Linked DNA regions of Muntiacus reevesi: region 2 is linked to region 1. The links are chromatin contacts, called in public Hi-C maps. All regions are on one chromosome and are shown on one strand. Each heading gives the region's core, a stretch centred on a gene start, on an enhancer-like site or on the middle of the called end of the contact. The rest is flanking DNA. Distances are from core to core; before and after follow the strand shown.

Region 1 (2,753 bases), core at 126-2,625:
GTTTTATATTTTGTTTTGCAATGAGGAACAATTTTCCCAAGTTAATACACTGAGAAAAGAGAATTGGGGAATAAATATTCACGTATAATTTACATGCAGTTGAGCGCCCACTCTCTGCAAAGAGGTATAGTGAAAACAAAAATACAGCATTTCCCTCCTGATTCAGTAGTTGAGACTTCACCACCCAATGAAGAGGGTGTGAGGTTGATGCCTGGTCGGGAGTCCCACATGCCTCACGGCCAAAAAATCAAAACATAAAATAGAAGTAGTTATTATAACAAATCCAATAAAAACTTTAAAAATGTTCCACATCAAAAAAATCTTTAAAAAAACAAAAAGTCTCCAAAAGCCTAGTGGAGAAAACAAAACCAATACACGTTAAAAATTAAATAACCAAATATCCGTATGTATACTGCTGAGATGTATGTTTGTGTATCAGGCGTACAGGAATTTTCAGTCATGTGGCAGGTCTGATGTTAATTAATGTTTACCTGTGAAACTTAAAAGGGAAAAAAAAGTCAAGACTTCTGTAATCTCAATTTTCATAGCAGACCGAGCACCACTGCAAAACCTCCAGGAAAAGTCTCAAGAGACTGAAGCATAACATAGATACGTGATCCTTTTTACAACCTCTTTAGTTCTCTTCCCTTCACCCGTTTACATGATAGAGAACTTACATTTGAAGGCCAACATCACAGGTGAAGATGAATTAACATCCTTCCCTTCTCTTCTCTGGTTATGTGGGAAATTGTCATGCTTCCTTTTCCTGAACCCTCCTGATCCTTACATAGAGAAGGAAAAAAAGGTTGGACAGGGCTCTCCCATCGCCAGGACTTGACAACACCTATTAGAGGTAAACCCCTTTCTTCCTTAAAACCAGACCTCCCCTGGGCCGTCATCGCAGAGACTTTCTCAGCAAACGAACAGAAATGCAGCCCTACCTTCCCCGACCACCTCCCAAACGTTAAGCTCATCCAAACCTCCCACAATGGGTTCCCTGATCTGGAACAACACGGGGCAATTACCGAACTAAGATAAAAATGGCTCGAGGATTAAGGAAAAGAGGTAAGTAGGACCAATGTGGCCGGGGAAATCACCAGGGCCGCCGCCCCCCGAGTCTGCGAGGGGAGAAAGCATCTTTCAACGGTGGGAAGTGGAAAATGCGACCAAAAGTCTGGATTAAATAAATAAATCACGCCCAAAGCTATTGAGGATGCCACCTTCTTTGCTGCTCATGTCTTCACGGCCTACGGCGAGAAGAGAGAAGACTAAGCGCCTCGGGGCGAGCAGGGTAACGCGCGGCGGCGGCCGAAAGCCCTCAGCAGCGCCCGGTACAGCCGGCCGACGTCAACGCACTAGCCGGAAGCGCGCGCCAGCAACCACTCAGGCTTCCCTCTTCGCCCGCGCACACTTCCGGCCGCGTCCCCGCCCCGCCTCCGCTGCCTCTGCCCTGCGCTTGGCCCGAGGACCTCGCGCCCGGGCGCTGTTGTCGCAGCTGCCCTCTGCTGCGCCTGAAGACAGAAGCGACTTTACACACTTTTCCGTATTAGCTGTTCAGAAAAAAAGACGACTGCATCCCTCTGAGAGTGAGAGCAGTGTGAAGGCTGGAAAGCGACGAAAGATGTATGATTTTTTTTTTTTTTCTTTTTCTCAAGGCGCCTTTGGAACACCCTCGCGTGCGCCCCCGCATGGGCCCCTGGCCCCCGCGCGGTGCATAGTGGGGATTGTAGTTCGCCGCTAGAGGCGGCTCTGCGGCGCCGGGGAACCTGCGGGTGAGAAAGGGAGCATCCCCGCGTCTCCTCTGCGACGGTTTTCTTGTGATCGAGGCTGAACCTTACCGAGATAGGAGTCTTTTCCGTTCCTGGCAGTGACGCCAGCAGCTAAAGCGATGAAAATATGCATATCAATCAGTGCAAGACGTTGCTGGTTCTTTCTCCCCTGTGTGTCCTCCTCCCGCCCCTCCCTCTCCCCCTCTCCCTCCCTCTTCCTGTGCCCGCCGTTGTGCTCCTCTCCGGAATGCCTGCTTTCGCGGTGGTCTCCGTCGCTGAGTGACTGTGTAACCTTAAGGAAGTAATTCATCTCTAGCTCAATTTCTTCATCTGTAAAATAGGGGTAAATTTGGACCCGTCTCGTAGGATTATTTGACCATTAAATGAGTTACCACTAAGAAGCGCAGAAGAGTCTTTCAGATAGTAAAGTCTCAGTTAAAGATTAGCTTTGATACCCTTCTTCCCACCGTCACTTTCCAAAAGGAACATGCGCTCCAGCATCCTTAGGGTAGAGCTCAGGCTGAGGCTTGGTTAGTTGGACGGCCTGGGGCGGGTTGGGAAAACACAAGTACTATATTAGTACGTTTTCCCTAAATAACCTCTTTATTGTGGGCACTCTATATACACAGTCTTTCCTCCTTGTTTACTTAGTAACAAAGGAGCAGTGATTGAAATGAAATAACTTGGCAGTGATTTCTAGCGCCTGACAGACCTGTGTCATAGGAAGGTTTTCTGTTCTAGCTAATCTCTAGGGTCTCTTCAGCTCTGGAGCAAGAAGCTTGGGAAACACCACCCATTACGTCTCTGCAGCTTTGAATACATGTATCAATTAGCCAGATTCCTTGTGGATAAAGTAGGCTCCTGAAGACCTCGACTGAACTGCTTTGCTGATGTACTGAGCTGCTTTGCTGATGATGTTGGTCGTAAAATTCCGAGTTTGTGTGAAGTCTGATCCTACTGACCCTTATCCAGTGGTCTTCTACT
Region 2 (2,753 bases), core at 178-2,677, 270 kb after region 1:
AGACATGGGTTTTGTTGTTGTTGCGGTTGTTCAGTCGCTAAGTCATGTCCAATTCTGTGCAGTCCCATAGACTAGCCCGCCAGGCTCCTCTGTCCATGCGATTTCCCAAGCAAGAACACTGCAGAAGGTTGTCATTCCTGTCCCCAGGGGATCTTCCAGACCCAGGGATCCAACTCGGGTCGCCTGCATTGCAGGTGGATTCTTTATCATATGTACATTCTTTTCTGAAACTGAGTTTCTGGCTTACTTTGCTCTTTCATGCTTTCCCCGTTACCACGTTCCTACATAAATTAACCTTAGATTTAAGCCAGAACATTGATAACATGACTTTAAAATATGCACTTTTATTTCTTCCTATGGTAAATAAAAATTAATTTTTTTTTTAAGTCAATTGCCCCACGGTTGTGCAATACTGAGAGCTACAAATTTCTGCCTCAAAATATCTTCATGAATCTGTGAGTGACTAACATTCCGTTGTCAAAAAGGACCAGTTAAAATCAGAAGGGGTTTAGGCGGTGAAAAGGCCAACTGTAGGGAGGCCAGGTGCCATTAGCTGTCTTTCAGAATGACTTGTGGGAAAAGTACAATGATGGACAGAGACAGAGAAACACAATAAAAATTTCCAGAAGCTCCAAATCTTCTTAGATTAAAAGTCTTAGAAACTCGATGCACACATACAAGCCAAACACTTTTTCTCCCGGGAATATCACACCTGCGGAAGAGCGGGGTGGGGAACCACAGGCTATCTCAGGCTGGGTCAGACCCGCAGGTTTCCCCGGTTCGAGGAACCAACCAAAAGGTAGTTCGATTCGCCCTCGCTAGAGACGGAGATTCCCAACTTTCCTCCCTCGTTCCGGTGTCAGCGGCTTCCTGAAGGCCCCATGCCTGGTGGAGTGAAAGGGAAGGAACGAGCGGGCAGGAACCAGAGGAACCATCACCAACACAAACTTCTAAAAGCATACCGACGCTCACACACACAGAGATACACCGTCGCCCTGGAAACCAAATCAATCACCTCATCCCTCCTCTGGGGATCTCGGACCCACTCCTTTGCACCTCGGGTCGCAGCCCGGAGGAACCCGGGACCGAGAGAAGCGGGTCCTCTCGCAGCCCCGCCCCGGCCTCGCTCCCCTGGGCGCATACCGCGTAGAGGAGCACGACAGCCCCGGGACCCGTGGAGCCGACGGAGAAACAAGACTTGGATGAACTGGAAGGATCCATGCTGCGGCTGCTGTCCCGGGTGTGGCCTGGGATTCTTGGCTAAGCAGTGGTGGTGCTGCTGCTGTGGGCGGTTCTTCCGCGCGGGGCGGCTCGACCTCGCCTAGGGCGGCAGCACCCTCTAAGGCCACTCCACAGGACCTCGGGCGCCGCCATCTTAACCAGGACGGAAGCCGCGCGGGGACTCAAGGCGCGCGCAACCCGTCAGAAACCGGAAGCGAACGGGGAGGCCCGCGAGATCTGTGCTGTCCCGCCGCGGCCCGCTGGCCTCACGATGGCTCAGGAGCCCCGGTTGGCGACTTCCGCGCCTCCCGGTTCTCAGGCCCTTCTGGACACTTTGCTCCAGAACCTCTACGACTTTGGTGAGTGCCGGGCCTCGGAGCCCACGTGGAGAGCCAACTTAAGGACCCCGGACCTGGCTGGCCTCAGCTTTCAGGCTAAAGATTCTTGCTCCTCGAGCACTCCTTGGCTCCTCCAACCAGGTTCAGATAATGGGTCCTGCACCCTCCCCTCGCCTACGACCGGGGTCTGTGAGCCTTTCTAAGAATCAGATGTCCCAACTCGTTCCTGAGTGTGGGGGCCAACCGGCTTGCTTGTCGAAAGCATTAACGCTTTCAGACTTAACGAGGAGATGTGCACAGGACCTCAGGCTCTGGAAATGGCATCCTTTCTCACTCCCGACCTCTGGGAAGCCCCTTTCTCCCACGCACCCCCCAGATCCGCCTGACCCTCGGGCATTGGTGACACCTTGTCGCGTTGGGACCTCTTTTGGTGACTTCAGAGAATGGTTTCACATGAAACTTTTCACGACCTTTCAGCCTTAAGTTGGCTGACTTATGCTTGCCTTCATCTTGATTGCGGAAAAGGAAACTTACCATTAAAGGTTGGGAACTCCTGGCACTTAAGCAAGGATCCAGTTCTACACACTCTGAAGAACTTACCCCAGGGAAGATGACACTCCTTCATGCACCGGAAATCATCAGGCATTAGTGCCTTATAGGTCAAACACATTTCTTAAATTTGTAGTATGATGTTGCTGTTTTATTTTGGAGCCAGTTGCTCAAAATTCTAAGCTCATTACATAGCTTAGAATAAAAAATAATAGCTAAAAAAGCATTGCGATTTTACCATACACTCCGTACTTTACATGTATATGCTCATTTCATTATCACAACAATTCTATGAAATAGATACTGTCCTTAATACTGTTATTACAAGACAAATAGCATTATTGTAGAAATAAGCACTAGAGGTTAAAAAACTTGGAAGTTCACCCAGCTAGTAACTTGAAGAGCTTGGATTCTAAGCCCCACACTGTGTTTCCAACTCCTGCACTTGTATTGACTTGTACTGTGGACAGAGTATCTCTGGGCCTTTGGAAATGTTGGAAGACAGAGAAGACTTAGTCTCTGACCTTGAGAAGTCCTAGAGGAGAAGACTTTTCTGCAAAATCTTAAATATAGTTTGTGTTAACACAGGCCGGAACTTACTTGGAGCTCTGAAGACACGGGCTGTATCTACTTGTTTTTATATCC

What was found. A called contact is a pair of places that touch in the nucleus more often than the background predicts.
Region 2: a Hi-C map of blood shows a contact between it and region 1, with 2.7 times the contacts expected there. The contact joins the promoter of C2H1orf131 here to the promoter of TSNAX in region 1. A contact is called at or near these places in 2 of 3 Hi-C or Micro-C datasets (blood and muscle).

What each region holds. Positions count from the first base shown.
Region 1 is chr2:89,510,960-89,513,712 of mMunRee1.1, forward strand. It overlaps TSNAX (translin associated factor X), which reads right to left and starts at 1,376. Exons shown (of 6, transcript XM_065922310.1): 1 at 1,221-1,376; 2 at 678-782. The coding sequence starts at 1,236.
Region 2 is chr2:89,778,399-89,781,151 of mMunRee1.1, forward strand. It overlaps C2H1orf131 (chromosome 2 C1orf131 homolog), which reads left to right and starts at 1,428. Exons shown (of 7, transcript XM_065922315.1): 1 at 1,428-1,580. The coding sequence starts at 1,493. It overlaps GNPAT (glyceronephosphate O-acyltransferase), which reads right to left and starts at 1,374. Exons shown (of 16, transcript XM_065922314.1): 1 at 1,144-1,374. The coding sequence starts at 1,221.